2 separate regions of the Mus musculus genome follow, and region 1 is linked to region 2. Evidence: chromatin contacts called from public HiChIP or PLAC-seq data. All regions are on one chromosome and are shown on one strand. Each heading gives the region's core, a stretch centred on a gene start, on an enhancer-like site or on the middle of the called end of the contact. The rest is flanking DNA. Distances are from core to core; before and after follow the strand shown. Region 1 overlaps Kalrn (kalirin, RhoGEF kinase). Region 2 overlaps Heg1 (heart development protein with EGF-like domains 1).

Evidence for each region. HiChIP or PLAC-seq counts read pairs in DNA pulled down with a chosen protein or histone mark.
Region 1: an H3K27ac HiChIP or PLAC-seq map of extraembryonic endoderm stem cells shows a contact between it and region 2. The contact joins two enhancer-like sites. A contact is called at or near these places in 2 of 484 Hi-C or Micro-C datasets (cerebellum and granulocyte-monocyte progenitors), 8 of 115 datasets of contacts at active chromatin or transcription factors (embryonic stem cells, epiblast stem cells, extraembryonic endoderm stem cells and 3 more) and 2 of 9 other capture datasets (adipose tissue and embryonic stem cells).

Annotation. Positions count from the first base shown.
Region 1 is chr16:34,080,807-34,084,218 of GRCm38.p6, forward strand. All of the region lies in intron 34 of Kalrn (kalirin, RhoGEF kinase), which reads right to left. Among named protein-coding and RNA genes, the nearest start is that of Gm41448, 38 kb to the right of the region's middle. Within about 2 kb of position 1,510, at least 69 of the 459 cell types and tissues checked have an H3K27ac peak or open chromatin away from gene starts, as enhancers often do. A contact at or near this core is called in extraembryonic endoderm stem cells, where this site is marked.
Region 2 is chr16:33,754,541-33,758,065 of GRCm38.p6, forward strand. All of the region lies in intron 12 of Heg1 (heart development protein with EGF-like domains 1), which reads left to right. Among named protein-coding and RNA genes, the nearest start is that of Muc13, 38 kb to the right of the region's middle. Within about 2 kb of position 2,026, at least 96 of the 459 cell types and tissues checked have an H3K27ac peak or open chromatin away from gene starts, as enhancers often do. A contact at or near this core is called in extraembryonic endoderm stem cells, where this site is marked.

The DNA of each region.
Region 1 (3,412 bases), core at 260-2,759, 330 kb after region 2:
CAGGGTTTGAGAGGAGACCACTCTTAGGAGAACCAGCACCTAAACTCAGCCCAAGATCTGCAGATCAATAGTGGAGAGGCTCCTACAGCCCAAAGATCAGGCAAAAGGCCCAGACAGGAGGCCCATGTCCCACATCTGTCTCCTTGAAAGCAGTGCTCACTTGTCCACCCCATCCCACTTAGGAGCTCGTTCGGAATGAAGGCCTTGTAAGGACAAAAAACACCTGGCGCTGGGGAGAACGTTACAGCCCTCGAGCTAGAGTCTGCCTGCATCCTCTGAGCTCGGGAGCCAGGAACTCTGTGTTTTCACCTAAATCCTCACAACCACCTATGTTCTCTAGAGCAGACTGTGGAAGGAACTGGCCTATGGAAGTCAGGTTACCAGACAGAGCTGGCACACTTAGGGAGCACTGATGCCAGCGAGAAACTCAGCGCTAAAAGAACTGCTCATGATTAGATCGTTTACTGAGAGCGAGAGAGCGAGGGGGGGAGAGGGAGAGGGAGAGGAAGAGAGAGAGGAAGAGAGAGAGGGAGAGAGGGAGGGAGGGAGGGAGAGAGAGAGGGAGAGAGGGAGGGAGGGAGGGAGAGAGAGAGAGAGAGAGAGAGAGAGAGAGAGAGAGAGAGAGAGAGAAGAGAAGAGACAGCTAAGCCCCAGATAGCTGGCTGGCCTACACTCCCTCCCAGTCAAGTCCACTTGTGATACTAACCAGGCATTTCCCCACAAAAGCTTTGGGCTCTTTTTTGCCTCTTAACTTCCAGTGAAGGCACTTTGTAAAGACACAGGAACTCATAGGACTGCTTGCTAAGCATCTGTCAGAGATCAGATAGAAACACAGAGATGATCCCATTGAATCATAACCTGACCCAAGGCCAGAAGCATCACACAGACGCATTCTACGGCACAGAGTGCTGAATGCGACGGACCGTACTTACACATGGGGCTAAACTGCCTTCAGTGCTCTGCTCCTAGTGCCCGTCTTGACACAGCCATTCTACAACCAGGACTTCAGACACTGGTCCCGCCCCGTCTCTGCCATATGCACCCACGGATACAGAAGAAGATGCCAACCGACTCAAGCCTGGAGCCGGTGGTGGCAAGCTATCAACATAGCACAATGAGCAGGTTGTGTATCTCTCTAACCTGTGACCGGTTGTCTTTGGATTAGGAGACAAAGGTGAACACATAATTGTAGCATAATGTTTGGCAAGTAGCCATGGCAATTACAAGCCACTGAGTTATGTCATGGACATTTTACAATGGGAGGAATCTGGGAGGGCCGGAGAGTGTGAGGGACTTTCTCTGAGCGACTCAGACAAGCTAGGATAAAGGCCAACAGTGATACCTGTGGTCCCGCCCCGCCCCCCACTGCCTCCTCATCTTCTCCCAGGGCAGCTTAGGCTCTTGGAAAGGCCCATCCCCCTCCCTTCCCCCTCCCCTCTCCCACACATACACACTCCCTGGGAACAGCCCAGCTCTGGTTTTGCTCTCAAAGCTCTGGCTTGCCTCGCTGGCAGAAGGGTCAGAGTTAAATTTAGACCTGACCACCTCCCTGGGACTGAGCCGGATCACTAGCTGTGTGAGGAGAGAGGGAGTCAGTGTAGTATGGCTGGCTGCTGACGCTCTCAAATGGAAGCACTATTTGTTAGGCTGAAGGGACAGAATTTCTAAACCAAATCACAAGGAACTGGGAGATTAAAAATTAGAAAGCTTGAAACAAACCTTACAAGGGTTGCTGAGGCTTCTGACTCTGACAGAACACAAATGAACAAGCAGGGTTGTTGCTGGCTTTTCTTTTTTTTAACCTTTGTTGTTACTATTTATGTGTATGGGTGTTTTCACTTGTGTGCATGTCTTTGTACTGCATGCATGCAGTTCCCATGGAGACCAAAAGAGGGAGTCAGATACCCTAGAACTGAAGTTCCCAGACAGTTGTGAGCTGACAAGTGGGTGCTGCACATCAAACCCAAGACTTCTTGGACTTAACTGCTCAGCCATGTCTCTAGGCCTATCCCTGAACTGACTTAGAACAACGGCCCACAATCAGATCTACAATGTATCCAAAGAGGGGTCCCTAGACACACCTGAGATGGGGGCCATAACTGTGGAGGTGGTGGGTCCTGGGAGAGGCAGGAGCTGTGGATGGCGAGACCTCAGGACAGAAGCTGATCCCCGCCTTTGGGTGAGTGGGATGGGTGGGTGCTCAGGATGAGTGGGAATGGCCAAGGGAAGAGGCAGGGAATGGGAGTCTGCTGTTTTTAATTTAGATCCCAGTGGTAAGCTACCTAAGATGAAGCTTCAGGTCACAGGTTGACAGTTCCACAGGGACAGAGGTCATAAAGTAAAGGTGCCACCATGGCCCTTTGTGGCCAGAGAGCACAGATGCTCAGGGTCTGCAGAGTAAAGGCTTCCATGTGAGTACCTTGTCCCCTTCCCTCCCTGTGCTGCCCAGGCTGGCCTTGACCTCCTGGCTTCAGTCCCAGCGTTAGGACTGTGGTGTGACACTGTGCCCAGTCTATCCGAGCTACTGAAATAAAGCAGCTTCAAGCAAGGTACCCAAACTGGAACTCCACACAGCCATATCTGGCCCTGTGCACTTTGGCTGTATTCTCTTTGTGGTTTCCCATAATACTTAGCAAGGCCTTTTGGAAAGACTCCTTTAATAGGACCCAGAGTTCACACAGTGTGTTAGGGGCCCAATGAAAGGGAGCAACAAAACTTTTGATATTTATGTTACTCTTTCAGACAGGGCCCCAGTTGCCCAAATAAAATCCATCTCCACACCCTGCCAAGGGACAGTCTCAGTGTCCCATTGATTTTTATTTTGACTTGAGAGCACTTCAGAAGATGTGTATAAAAGACAACACACACACACACACACACACACACACACACACACACACACACACACACAGGAACCTAATCCATGGCTCCATCTACATTTTAAACGGAGAAGGGGTCTTTGGAGGAATTACCCATGACTAGGAGTCAGACACAGTCTGGGAGCCCAGGCCTTGCTAAGCCCGTGTGGAATTCATAGTTCTCAGTTTGACTGGACCACACTAGGTGTCTACACCTGGCTTCAGATTTGAACTGAACTGAACTTCCATCTGGCCTGGAGGGGTCATAGGAAACCCCTTGGACGTCTTACAAAGTCTTCTGGATTTGCTTGGATACTCAGACAGACTCTGATAGAATAAGACCAGCTGGACCTAGCTCTTGGCTCTTGGTTGTTGATTACCAAGTTGTGGTTTGAGATGGACTTGGGTCCCCTGAGTGGTAGAGGGTCCCCAGAATCCCAGTAGACATCTGTGAGCACCAGATGTAAGTAAGTGGCTACCACGGGAAAGGATTTTTGGTCAAAATTTAGTTTCAGGAATCTAGGAGGAAATTCCAGTTTGCCGGGTCCCCCGTT
Region 2 (3,525 bases), core at 776-3,275:
AACTCTTAAAGCTATACTATTTTTATTTTTTTTTATTTTATTTATTTGTTTGTTTGTTTGTTTGTTTGTTTGTTTGTTTTGAGACAGGGTTTCTCTGAATAGCCCTGGCTATCCTGGAACTCACTCTGTAGACCAGGCTGGCCTTGAACTCAGAAATCCACCTGTCTCTGCCTCCCAAGTGCTAGGATTAAAGGCGTGCGCCACCACTGCCAGGCTGTGTTTTTTTTTTTTTTTTTAAGCTATACTATTTTTAACTTAAACTTTTAAAGTTAACTTTTTAATTCACTTTAATTTTATGTGTTAATTTTATGTGAGTGTTTTGCCCACATGTATGTATCTGCACAGTGTATATACCCAGTATCCACAGAGGCCAGAAGAGGGCAGTGGATCCTCTGGAACTAGAGTCACATATGATTTTGAGCCACCTTGTAGTGCCGGCAATCAAACCCAGGTCCTCTGGAAGAGCAGCTAGTGTTCAGCCATCTTGCCAGCCCTGTCGCCTGTTTTAATCATGCAGTGACTTAATTTCTACACTCTTACTATGTTAATGTTAATACTGCCATACTATTCTATACTATAATTTCCTTCTGGCTATCTTTTATGACTCCTTTTTACCGACTTTTCCTCAAAGCCATTTCTCCCACTTATGGTTACTGTCACTTCATGACTGCAGAACTCGCACCGTTGTTTCTCATTAGTTTCTTCCTACCACAGACATTTTCATCCATCTCCCTTGCACACCCCGTTCCACATGCCCTTTGCTTCAAAGGCTCTGGCTTTCATAAATGCAGTCCCTCCCGGCTTTGCAGTACCAGAGCACTCCACTTAAGGATATTCCCAACTGTCTTCCACCCACCCAAAACCTGGTATAGAAAGAACGTCTCACTTTGCTCTCCCTGCCATCCATCGCATACAGCCACAGGGAGATTCAGATCAGAGGAAGGGAGCATTGTGTGTCAGCAGAAATAGCTCAGAACACACATCGCTCAGTGCGCATGTCCGGAAAGCCAGAGACAAAGCAGGAGGAAAGTTGATCACTAACCACCCGCATGTCAATGCTAGCTGGCCTCAGCTGGGGGCTGCCCTTTCCCATCGGAACTTGAAGGAAGCAAGGCATAGGGGGAGAGGAATACTATTCTGTATTTGATATCCCTGTAGCCTGGTGAGATGGAAGGGACAGAAACCCCAGCAGAGAGTGAGTCACATGGAAAATTCTCCTAACGGAGGGGAGTAGCACCCTGCGATTCACACACAGCCTGGAGACTGGAGAAAGGAAGACTCCAGAAGAAGAAAAGGAAAGCCTTGAGTCAAGTTGGAAGAGGATGGGAGACAAAACTCTGACCTGGTGTGGTTAAGCACCGAATGAATTTTAAACGAAAACCAATACAGCTTCCTAGGAAGGTCTGTTGTACAGATGAAAGGATGTTCGTCGATTAAAGTTCTGGAGAAAGGCTGACAAGTTTAAGCAAAGTTTATTGGAAGGACGCGTCCTAGGACCTGAGTGTCTGACATGGCTGGGATCGCTAGCGTGGGCAGCTGAGGTCAGAACTTACAGAGCACACCCAATCGGGACCCAATCGGGACTCCGCCTCCTCTCTGCTTTTGCTTCAGGAGACTGTACACAGGCTTCCTTCCCTTCCCAGACTTGTGGTTTAGTCATTTTGAAAGAAAACGTCCTCTCTGCTTCCCACGTGAGTCTGGGCGATGTGTTCATTCCTCATCAGCAGTGGCTGAGAATGTCAACGGGAGTGATTCTCCCCCACCTCCCCGAGAGTGCACGGGTGGAGGGATTAAACAGTTCCGGGAAGGGGTAGGGTACACAGACAATGGGTTTCTTCCAAATAAACCTGTAAACAAAGCTTAGAGCTCGGAAGGAAGGTGGTATCCAAGGTTGGTTTGGTGAAAAATGCAAGCAAAGATTACAGCCTCAAGCTGAGAGGATGGCACTGGCCAGCACTGAACTACCAACACGTGTTCGTGGGGAAGGAGGCCCAAGGAGCCCAGCTCTCTCTGCTGCATCTCCTCACACTAGAAAGCACAGGACAGAGATAGCGTTTGTTCCTGTCTCAATCCCACGGAAACACTCACAGCACCCCTCCACGGCCAGAAGCCAACATGACAGTTGGTGCTGGGGAAGAAAGAGCCCATGAAGCCCCATGTCACAGAAAGCAGAAGTGAGCACTTGCACCTGAAATGATTCTGTAAGACATTGCCCTTGGCAGAGATGGGTAAGGGTCTATGACATCTCTTCATCCTCTTACCTTTTATTATTATTTCTTTTATTTAAAATATTTAATTTGCATACCCACTTTCAAGATTCACGTTGGCATTTTTCAAACATAATTCTTTTAGGTTCTTTTTACCTGATGAACCCCTCAAGTCCCTCCCACCTCCCATAGACTCCTTTCCTGTTGTCATCTGTGTCCTGTCAGCTCCCCCTTAACTCTTAGCTGTCCCCTTTCACTGTCTCCTTTTTGGTTTTATAACTCACCTCACATCTATTCCTAGCCCCACATACAAACATTACACATTGGGATCACTTAGTATATTTTCCAACTCCATCCGTGTTAGTGCAAGTCTCATGCTGCCATAGCACACACACACATAGAAGTGTTCACATTACTGTGACATCCAAACATGGGGGCCTTTACAAACAGAATATTGCTGTGTTTTACCAATATGTTGGTCCTCAGTGAATACCATTAGAAGAAGAACAACAGGCAGTGTATGGTAGTTGATACCTAAAGGGAAAGATGGGGAAGTGAGTAAGGTTTTATTTTGTTTATTTAAAAAGCTATCCTGCCAGGTATGCTGGCACACACTTGTAAGTCTAGTATTTGGAAGGTTGAAGGAGGAGGATCATGAGTGTGAGGCCAGCCTGGGCTACATGGTGAGTTCCAGGCTACCCTTGGCTATATAGCCAGAGTTGTTCCCTACTCCTTCTACTTTCATGCCATTCGTGTGTGTGTGTGTGTGTGTGTGTGTGAAATGCATATATAATTTTTAAGTTTAGGTTTCTCATATGAGAGAAGACAGACAATATTTATATTTCTGAGTCTGGTTTATCTTATGCTATACGGTTCCATCTGTTTTCCTACAAAGTATATTGGTTTGTGGCTTTTTTTGTTTTCTGTTTTGTTTTTTTTTCCAGACAAAACTATTTCAAAGAGGAATGTAACCTGCGGCCTCTTGTAAAGATCACTGCTATCATAGATATTTGCCTGTTTTGCTATAAATGAGAAAACTTAGTTTAATGTGTAGGATAAAAATTAAACTTTTATGTTTGTTTTTTTGAGACAGGGTTGCCCTGGCTGTCCTGAAACTCACTCTGTAGATCAAGTTGGCCTTGACTTTACATATATCTTCCTGTCTCTGCCTCTGAGTGCTGGGATTAAAGGCATGCATCACCGTTGCCCAGTTTAGATTTTGCTTTTTAAGAGAAGAAAAAGCTGGGCATGGTAGCACATGGCTGTAATCCCAGACTCAAACAGGAGGATCATTTCAATTTAGAACCTGCCTGGGCTA